2 separate regions of the Danio rerio genome follow, and region 2 is linked to region 1. Evidence: chromatin contacts called from public Micro-C data. All regions are on one chromosome and are shown on one strand. The core of a region is the stretch at or near the end of the contact, and the rest is flanking DNA. Distances in the headings are between cores, read along the strand shown.

What was found. Hi-C and Micro-C count contacts between places; a contact is called where the count stands out from the background.
Region 2: a Micro-C map of caudal fin shows a contact between it and region 1, with 3 times the contacts expected there. The contact joins the enhancer-like site here to the promoter of frrs1l in region 1. A contact is called at or near these places in 4 of 18 Hi-C or Micro-C datasets (caudal fin, embryo and an unstated tissue) and 1 of 4 datasets of contacts at active chromatin or transcription factors (embryo).

Annotation. Positions count from the first base shown.
Region 1 is chr16:30,292,397-30,298,038 of GRCz12tu, forward strand. It overlaps frrs1l (ferric-chelate reductase 1-like), which reads right to left and starts at 3,579. Exons shown (of 6, transcript XR_012392117.1): 1 at 3,240-3,579; 2 at 612-696; 3 at 265-403; 4 at 1-191.
Region 2 is chr16:30,645,886-30,651,527 of GRCz12tu, forward strand. tex10 (testis expressed 10) reads right to left here. Exons shown (of 16, transcript NM_212705.1): 11 at 1,970-2,058. Among named protein-coding and RNA genes, the nearest start is that of tex10, 17 kb to the right of the region's middle. Within about 2 kb of position 3,401, at least 15 of the 62 cell types and tissues checked have an H3K27ac peak or open chromatin away from gene starts, as enhancers often do. A contact at or near this core is called in caudal fin, where this site is marked.

The DNA of each region.
Region 1 (5,642 bases), core at 2,329-4,828:
AGTGTTTCCTCGCGTGCCACATGAAGAGGCCGTTTGAAGCGGCAGGTGACGCGGTTGTTTTCAAAGATGCCCTCTTCATCCCGTGCTGGGTTGCGCTTGATTTCTTTGGCCCACTGGCCCACATTATAGAAATGATGGATCCGTACACGTCCGTTATCATCATGAACACAGCCCATGACATCATCACCTCCCTACAACAACAATATTATTGTGTATATCATAGCATGTCTGAAAGCATCCACAGATTATACTAACTCTTTTTACCATCTTTTTATCTGAAGAGAAACCAACGGCAACCCATCCATCAGTGTCTGCACTCATCTCGAATTCCACATCTGTGCCAATGCGTCTGAAACTCAGGAAATAGTCACAGGACTCTGCGTCACAGCCTGGTTTGCCATATCTAATGAATAGAAAGAGAAAGAATAAATTGAGGCAATTTGTTTTTTAGCGAGATCAGTAACTAGTCCGACTGGTCTGGTCTGATTGACAACATTAACACAAGGGTGTGTGGCAGCATGGCAGACAGCAGCTTAATACTGCAATACAACACTCCTGTTAAATGATTTGACCTCTGATATTATACATAAACCTTCATTGCATGCACAGACCTGATGCATCCTTTGGTTACTCCACAGTCGCTGACTTTGATGCGGGCAAATGGGTCCACAGGGGGTGCAGTTGGGAAAGGGTAACCTGTGAGGCAACAAATAACACTACTGAGCTGCTTTCAGACAGATGTCTTTGATTGCTACCAACACAACTGCAGATAACAATCATGGATGATGTTGTTTATTCATCAATTCATTTTACTCACTCATTTTCCTTCGGCTTACTCTCTGATTTATCAGGGGTGTCCAGAGAGGAATGAACCACCAGTTCTCTGGCATATGTTTTATGTGGTGGATGCTCTTTTAGCCACTAACCTAACTCGTGACCCTAAAAACTTGTGAACTCGCAGTGCTGGAATACCCACACACTCTCTCATTCACACAACAGCCAATTTAGTTCATCCAACTGACCTATAATGCATATGTTTAAACTGTTAGAAAAAAACAGATCACGTCCTGAGATCTTGACATCCAAGTCCCCAGTGGCCACTGTGCCAGCTTCAATAATTTTAGTTAAATAAATTAATTCAGTTTCTTAACTAAGTGAACTTGAATAAAAATGGACCGTCAAGGCATTAATAATGTTACAAGAAATATTTCAAACAAACGCTGTAGAGCTGCAACTATTATTAATCTAATTATTGTTTAAATGATCTAATAATCGTCATTTTCCCACAACTAACCAGTTAGTGAAAATATTTAGTTTATATAATAAATAGTACAAAATATTAACTTAGCTTTTGAAATTGTCAATGAATTAATTACACTTATACACAATTACAACTATTACACTTTTTAGAACATGAATGCATAAATTCAGCTCTTTGTTGTTCTTTTGAACTATTTATTTATCAAAATAAAAAATGGGGAAAAAAACTATAATGAAAAATCTAAAAATATTAAGCTATTTTCTAGCATTGATGATAATCAATGTAAATGATAATGTAACTCTGTTGATGGAAGTAATGGTGCTGAAAATTCAGGCTTCAAAAAAGTTTGTAAAAATTACATTTTAAAATTATGAAAACAGCTATTTCGATTTATTTATCTTGTAATTTTACCAAATAAAAGCAGACATGCAAACATTTTTTTAAAAAGTCACACACACACACACACACACACACTATTGAACTTTTGAACACGGTCTGTTGTCCACAGGCTAAGATCATGTGGTAAGAGTTTAGGTTCTATTTTACTTTATTCTTGTAAATCATATATATGAGACATTCTACCAAAAATGCGAATTTTTAGTCAAATCTTAAAGGTGTATAGTACGCATTTTAAAATGTCAAATTTAATGCAGATGTGACAGGGCTGACAGAAACATTGGGAGAATTGTAAATTTATTTGTATTATATATACAGTTGAAGTCAGAATTATTAGCCCCTCTGAATTATTAGACCGCTTGTTTATTTTTTACCCAATTTCTATTTAATGGAGAGCAGATTTCTTCAACACATTTCTAAACATAATAGTTTTAATAACTCATTTCTAATAATGGATTTATTTTATCTTTGCCATAATGACAGTAAATAATATTTGACTAGATAATTTTCAAGACACTTTTATACAGCTTAAAGTGACATTTAAAGGCTTAACTAGGTTAATTTGTGTATCTAGGTGAGTTAGGGTAATTAGGCAAGTTATTGTATAATGATGGTTTGTTCTGTAGACTATCGAGAAAAAAATAGCTTAAAAGGGCTAATAATTTTGTCCCTAAAATTGTGTTTTAAAAAATTAAAACTGCTTTTATTCTAGCCAAAATAAAACAAATAAGACCAGAAGAAAAAATATTATCAGACATACTGTGAAAATTCCCTTGCTCTGTTAAACATAATTTGGAAAATATTTAAAAAAGAACAAAATTCAAAGGGGGCTAATAATTCTGACTTCAACTGTGTATTTCAAGTGTTTATTTGTAGAATTTTCATGTTTTTAATCAATTGATGTGAATGATATAAACATTAGCTATTTCTGAAGTTTTTACACTAAATAACCTTAATGTTTTTAGCATAACAAAACTATTAAGGCTGTATAGGTTCAACTGGGCGAAGGACAATGACAATGACAGGGTTTGTAATTTTTTTTAAGTGTTTTCAATAAAGAACAGAAATCTGAGAACCAAATGAACAACATATTCTTAGAACAACTCACAGAAATCAACAATCAATCTTTTTTAGACATTTTTGGGATGAAATACTTTTTATCAACTGTACATGTTCCTATTTTAGGGACAGATAATATACGTTTCTGGTAGAATGTCCTATATCTTTTTTTCTGTTCTAATTACACTTTTGATGTGTTGGGACAGCAATTTGCTCACAAACAGACTCCAAAATATGCAAGTCAGTGGTCTTATAGGGTGCTGACCAAGGTGCTGATGTTGGACCATATGCTATTAAAATTAATAGGCTATTAGCGAACAAATACAGTTGGCTATAATAGAATAGAAGGTACTAACATAAGTCACTAATAGTCAAATCCAATGCAATTAACACAATTTAAAGGGCTTAGGCCAAGGGAAATCATCGACGTTGATCATTCACTATTCAATTCCTCGGAAAAAAAAACAACACAAAACAGCATTCACGGCTTCATATTAAGCATCTGGGATTAATTATCTTGTACCTTCGTCTGACAGGTATCTGGACTCCAGGAACTCGGAGGCGAATGTGCTATAGGAGTCCTTATGTGGCTCCTCGTGCCCCGGTTCTCCGTGCTCTCCGTGTCCGGCCCGCAGCACATTATCGTCGGTAGGACTGGCAGAGACTGCGAGCCACAGCGTCGCATCCAGCAGCACAGAGACCCGCAGCAGCGGATGCAGAGCAAACATGACGACGACGATGGTTATTGTAAACGCGAAAAATCACGGTTCTGATTTAACAGTCGCATTCCAGATCTGATAATTGCCCCGATAACAAACAACAAAATGTAGCTTATTAAATGGCTTTGAGGATAACGCGTCTCTGTCGGTCGACGGGGGAGGGGAGCTGAGAGGCGCGAGACTCGGGTGTCGTTAATGAATAGGGCCAAACCAATCCGCTTACGGTGAGATTTGTAACCGATAATGATACTGCTGGATAATGACACGGCACTTAGAGATAATATGACATGTATACGCTATTTAGTTAAGTCGTTTGTTGTTTATTATTACATTGTTATATATTTACGAATCAATAAGATGGTTGTGTACTGTTTTCGTACATTAAGTCTCCCCTCTATATCCATGTTTTATGACCCTGCACGTCGATCGCTGCCAGTTTATCCACTATGGAAATGAATTGCAGTGTAAAAATGTAAATATTAAAAGTGAGAAGAATGTTGAACATTCATAATTGCTTTGGTCAAATGTAAAAGGTAAGTTTACCCAAGAATGAAAAATAAGTGTTGTTCAACTGGTTCATATAGGCCTAATATATAGTCAACAGCACCGCTCAATACTCCATGGGCCCTAAGCAATATTTTATTTGAGGGCCCCTCAGTGCAACGAGTATGGCAAGTTATTGCTAATCCCTGATTATTCACACACTACAAAATCTAAAACACACATTAGCATTTTTATTAGCTGTAGCTGTATTGCTTATATCATAGGCCTACATAGACTATTTTTGTATTACAACAACCTTCCAATTTATCAAATGGCTACCTGCGACAAAACGGAACAATTAGACACAAATCATTGATAGCTGTAATTTTTTTAATTTAATTACTTTAATAAAACAAGGTTGACGGAAACAAAAATTGTTCGATGAATTATTGTTATTATTTAGTGCACTATATACAGTTGAAGTCAGAACTTTTAGCTTCCCTTTGAATTTTTTGATATTTTCCAAATGATGTTTAACAGAGCAAGGACATTTTCACAGTATGTCTGATAATGTCTGGAGAAAATCTTATTTGTTTTCTCTCTTTTTTTTCAGCTTAGTCTATTTTTAATCCATGGTCGCCACAGCAAAATTAACCACCAACTTATCCAATATGTTTTACGCAGCGGATGCCCTTCCAGCTGCAACCCACTGGAAAACATCCATACACACTCATATACTATGGACAATTTAGCCTACCCAATTCACCTGTACCGCATGTCTTTGGACTGTGGGGGAAATCGGAGCACCCAGAGGAAAACCCACGCAAAGGCAGGGAGAACATGCAAACTCCACACAGAAACGCCAACTGACCCAGCCAAGGCTCAGACCAGTGACCTTCTTGCTGTAAGGCGACAGCACTACCTACTGCGCCGCCTTCTTATTTGTTTTATTTCAGATAGAATAAAAACAGTTTTTAATTTTTTGAAAACCATTTTAAGGTCAAAATTATTAGCCCTTTTAACTTTTTTTTTCGATAGTTAACAGAACAAACAAACCATCTTTATAGAATAACTTTCCTAATTACCCTCTCCTGCATAGTTAACCTAATTAATCTAATTAAGCCTTTAAATGTCACTGTAAGCTGTATAGAAGTGTCTTGAAAATATCTAGTCAAATACTATTTACTGTCATCATGGCAAAGATAAAAAAAAATCAGTTATTAGAAATGAACTATTAAAACTATTATGTTTAGAAATGTGTTGAAAAAAATCTTCCCTCTGTTAAACAGAAACTGGGGAAAAAAATAAACAGGGAGCTAATAAATCAGGGGGGCTAATAATTCCGACTTCAACTTCATGTTCCCAGGGAATATATTTATGGGGTGGCCAAAATGTATTATTTGAGTGTTAATATTGCTATTTACAGATTTCAGGTATAGATAATAATGTAACAAACGAACAGACATGTTTTAAAAGTAAAAGCATGAATGTAACAAAAAAGATAAGATTTCCAATTTCTGCTTGAAATTGACATTGGCTTTAAATTTTAATAATGTAGTTAGCAGATATTTTTATTTTATTTAGTTGATATCTAATTATTTTTTGTGTGGGTAACAAAAATGGTTTTGTTTAAATTTATTAATGTAACTAATTAAATGTGTCTATAATAACTTACAATCTATAGTAACAAACACAATGCAATATGTCAGAGAGGTTTACTTACA
Region 2 (5,642 bases), core at 2,151-4,650, 350 kb after region 1:
TCAATATCACTCAATCAGTCTTTACAGGTTTTTACAAGTCTACCATCACACACACAAAAATTGCCATATTACAAACTATCTTAGAAATCCATCATGTGACTTTACTGAAACTCTCATTCAGCCAAGAATAACTTGAAGTAGGCTGTGTCTGCATTGAACTGATAAAGGTAAACTTATAGTTGATTTAACAATATTTAGTGAAAATACAAATAAGTTTTACTTCTTTAACTCAATTTAGGAAAATGGCTTCATGGCAAACTTAACATTTTTACAATAGTTTAGCATATATTTACATAAAATCACAATGAAATGCAGTTGGCCAGCAATTATGATTGAATGAACTAACAAATACACTAGAGCGGCACGATATTGGGAAAAAATTATATTTTGTTTTCCTGCAATTTATTTTGCGATAAATACAATTTTACCACATGTTGTCTTTATATAGTATTCACGCACAAAACTTGAAAAATGACATATTAAATATTACTGTATAGTCTTCTTTATCAAAACCATAATTAAAAACAATGATCTTAATCTAAAGCTTCAAACAATATAATTTCTTATGATTTCTGCTTCCTTGAAATGCTTCATAGATATTTACATAAGTACAGGGTAGCGCTCCTTTGAAATGAATGTGGGACCAAGGTGTAGTGGAGGACTGGCCATATGGAGACATATACATGTAAACATTTATATATGTATCTATGATCGGGAGTTTTCCCAGAAGTCAGTAAACAAATAATTTTTTAAATTACGAAAATTATAATTTTACATCACTTTTCTATATCGATGGATAAGTGACCGCACGGGCATTACCTACAAAGAGCATGTGTTTGTTTGCATGGAAATGTATTATTTACCCTCCCTGCTAAAATTGATCTAATCCATGTCCTGAAACACACCCTCTCTCCCGCTTTCACTTCTAAACTAACAGAGGGAGTGATATGTTTATGAATGAATATCCATTATGAATAACTCGTAAGCACTGATATCTCTGCCTCTCAATGTGCATATCCACCTTTCTGATTTAAATGGTAAACACAATTTGTAATATTCAATAATTTAGGGCGGAAAGTGTGCACATAGAGGCGCAGGCACCATTATGTTATCAGGCACCCTTATAAGTAAAAATAAACTAGCCGTACTTCACTTATATGACAATAACACAAGTTTCTGGAACCGCAGCATCTTGTTGTCATATTTCATTTACATTGTTTGCTGATTTTATTCAACAAGACTAGCATAAACCTAGAATTTAGTGCAAGTTGGTGCTACTTTGCCTTTTGGTCGGTGCAGTAAGTGACTGTATTGTCATCGATAACATAACTTATTTAGCACAAAAGTTCATAACATACGAAATCATAAAAAACAAAGTCTTACTTATGAAATGTTCAGCCTTTAGGCTTTGTTTTTTTTTTTGTTTGCTTGTTAATACACCGATATGCAGCGCAATAGTCCAGAATCTTCAAATTGGTTTTAGTCTTGACTAAGTGCGGTAGAATGACATTTGTCCTAGGACACCTGTTCAAATGTGGCAGTGGTATTGACACATGCTCAGGATCTGTATGCGATATCTAGTGTATATATCTATGGAAATGCCTAAAAATAATAATTAAAATAAAAAAAAAACATGCAAACGATACACTTTCACTACATTTTGGATAGATGTTGCAATGATAAACTAACATACCTGATTGACTATAATCCAGACTGGATATTGCACATGCTACGATGTTACTATTGCGAGTGTGTACATTGCGACATGAATGCTAAAACGATATAATATGCAGCCCTAAAATACACTGTATTCGATAATGTAATATTTCAAGGTTTTTACAATGATAATGACTGCTTTTGTAGAAGAAATTTGAGAGCCAAAGGTGCTTATAAAGTTGTGTATTATAAATGCTCACAAAATCCAGAAAGGACTGATTGAATTTATATGTGTGTGTGTGTGTGCAGCCACCTGTTAATGTGGTGAAAAAGAAACTGAGGTAATCGACATCCTTCAGCGGGACATCCTGCGAGGCGCTGGAGCAGCCGCTAAGAGGAGACCTATGAGGAAGCACACATGCATTAGTGTGCAGCGGCCCGACACTGATCCGCTCTCCTGTTACACACTTCGCACTGTACCTGTGTGTGTGTGCGCTCCAGCTCTGAATGCCAGACTAAAAATACTAGCCATCTGAGATCCCTCATTTCCTTTGAAATCAAGCTCCAGCCACAAAAACACTCACCTTCAGCAAATGAGGACACTCAGCGGATTGAGGAATCGCGGTGGTCATCCTTACAGTGTGATAGACAACATATAGTGTCGCTTTAGGACATTTGAAGAAATGCTTAAAATCCCTAAAGGGTTTTATTTGCTTTTGTAACTGGTTTATAAAACATATACTATAATAATGCAGGGTATATGAATATATTAATACAAGCATTAGTAATGGAGGAGGAAGGTGACAGATTCAAGGAAATAAGTGTTTTAACCTTAATGTCTGCCTTTAAGCTGCATGATTTAAGCATACATGTCTGTAAAGTCAAATATTTAGTCACTATAAACACAGAAACTGAACTGAGAAGTCATCAAAATAAAAGGTTTGAGTACAGTAGAATGTACCTAAAGTACAAAATAGAATAATTATAACCTTTTAAAAAATAGTTGTTAAAATGAGCCTTTGATATTTTAGCCGGAGTCTGTAATTTAAGTAAACGTGTTTTTATTCAACAGCCATTAAAATCTTGTTATATTATGCAAGTTTCCTGATTTCAATTAATTGGGTATGCTTTTGACTACAGATTAATTTAATCATTAAAAAAACTCACAAAAAAAATAATAATAATAATAAAAGTAAAAGGTAAAAATTAGGAAAACTGAAACTCGAACATATTAAACAAAGGAAACAAATCAGAAAATATTAAATCTTGAATATTTGGACAGAATTTGAAAACAAAATATCAATCAAAGCACTCTACAGAGGGCACATGAATCAAGGTCACTGGAAAGAGCTTCAGGTCAGTCCAGCAGTGGCTTCATTTTTCAATGCCTCCATACGCATTTTATTTCACCAAGAATTTGAGGTCTAGTAGACACAGTCAAAAGTTGCCATTACATAGCCACAGTGCTTTTCCAAGCAGGAAATCAGACAGAACCAGTGTGTGCGTGTGTGTTAAAGCTACTTGAGGACAATCTTGCTGTCTTATGATTCGCCCTTACAGATGTGGATCAGCCTCGAGGCCAATAAAATGCATGAATATCTGATCTTTTACTTGTTTTGATTTCAGTTCTTTTATGATTGTGGAATGAGCATGTGCTGGACTTCCTTAATACACACTGATTGGCTAATTTCCCATCAACCCATTAGTAAAAAGGGCCACACACACACACACACACACACACACACACACAACAAAGATTCACCATTCAGCATGCCATTGCCAACCACACACACACGCACGGCTAATCGGACAACACACAAAACTATCGCTAAAGTATTAGCCCTTTGTCCAACTTTATCACCACGTTCCGAACCTCATGGCCACTGTTTAAAACTCTTCAGGAGTTTAGTCTTGTTCTGCTGATGTGATCAAAGTGAATTTTTTGCGAAGGACAGAATGTTCGGTTCATGTTGTTCCGAGGATTGGCTCACTTAACAGCATGTCACGCAGCTCTGCCATGAACAGAAGCGGCCTTAAAAGATGCTTCTCTTATCATGGAGGAATCCTGTCACACGTCCAGACTTTCCAAAAAGTGCAGTCGGTGTGAATTCGCTTGCTGTAGCATTTGTTTTGGAATTTCGGTGAGACTTTGAGCGGAGAACTCGACAATCTCATCAAAAGAACAACACTGCCCTCTGTGGGCGACACTCAGCCTAGCATCAGCAAACTGAAAGAGCCCGGAGGAAAGGCAGCGTATCCAAAACACATCCACAAGCGTCACACAGGGATTCAAAGTCACACACTCAAACATGGATCCCATTAGGATTTGAGGGAAATCCACAAATAAAAGAGTGGCTTTAGGCTAGTGAGAAAAAGAAGTGCAGTGGGGACACAGCGTGTCAGAGATACACACACAGATGTACTCAGACACCCGAGGCCCTCAGCATGTGGAGGAACTCGAAGGAATATTCTGTCAATCATCCAGAACTAGTCAACTAGTTAAAATTAAATTTAAATGTCGATGCTTATCAGTCTTAGTGTAAGACTTTTAACATTTTTATTCAATTTAGGAACGTCCCTGCTGAAAAATACAGCTTAAACCAGCCTTAACTGGTTCGGTAGTTTTAAATGGTCAACCAGACTGGTGTTTAAGAGGTTTTGGTCATTTCCAGCCTGGTCTTCCAGCCAGCTAAAGCCAGCTTGACCAGCCTAATTTAAATAAACCTCTTTTTGAATAAGGAGCTGTGTTACTTTTAACAAATACAGTATAAACCAATATCATAATTTTCTTTTCGGCTTAGTCCCCTTTATTAATCTGGGGTTGCCACAGCGGAATGAACCGCCAACTTATCCAGCATATGTTTTACTAAGCGGATGCCTTTCCAGTTGCAACCCATCACTGGGAAACATCCATACACACTCACTGACACACATACACCATGGACAATTTAGCCTACCCAATTCACCTGTACCGCATGTCTTTGGACTTGTGGGAGAAACCAGGGCACCCAGAGGAAAGCCACATGAACAAGGGGAGAACATGCAAACTCCACACAAAAACGTCAACTGACCCAGCTGAGGCTCAAAACAGCGACCTTCTTGCTGTGAAGCAAACGTGCTACCCACTGCACCACTGTGCAGCCCATACACCAATATATAGTATGTATTAATATTTCGAATTAGCTTAAATATTATTTTGTAGATTTAATGTTTATTGTAGGTTTAACTTATTTTAGAAATGAATTTTAATTACATTTTAGAAAGATGTTTGGATGATCTGTTTGATTTAGTACTCTGACGTTTAGATCAAAATGTCAATGTAAATTGAACTATGCAGGTTATTAAATAAAAGTTTTGACTTTTTTAGTTTTAGTTCTATTAACAAAATAATTTTAATAGCTTCAGTAAACAAACTAAAGAACATTTGAATAATCTAAACAACCTTCTTGCACCTTTTACCTTGCAATGGAAATTAATATTCAGAAGATTAAAATTGACACAATTTACCCTCAAGTAGTACCCAACAGAAAAACAGAAAAGAAGATATTTTGAAGAATGTTGGAAATGAGTAGCCATTGGCTTCCAAAAACATTGTAAATATTAACAGTGGATACCAGTTTAACATTCTTCAAAACATCCTTTGTTTTTTCAGAACAAAAAACAAACAGGTTTGGATCAAGTGGAGGCTGAATGAATAATGACAAAATCAGTCATCTCTGGTGTAAACTATCCCTTTAAAGGTTCTATGTGGAATTATCAATGCCAATAAAGCCACTTATGCCAATAAGGATTATTTATTTTTAAAAGTGTATGTTATTTTTAACTAATTTTGCTTAAAGTCAATTCAATCAATTTCTTATGTTGTTAAAATGTCACGTCTTTTTCTTAAGACTAAAACAATGTCCTCTCACTTAATAAAATCTCTTTCCAACTCTAAGCGTACTTCGCAACAGCTTCTTGACAAAATGTTTAAACTGCTAAACTAT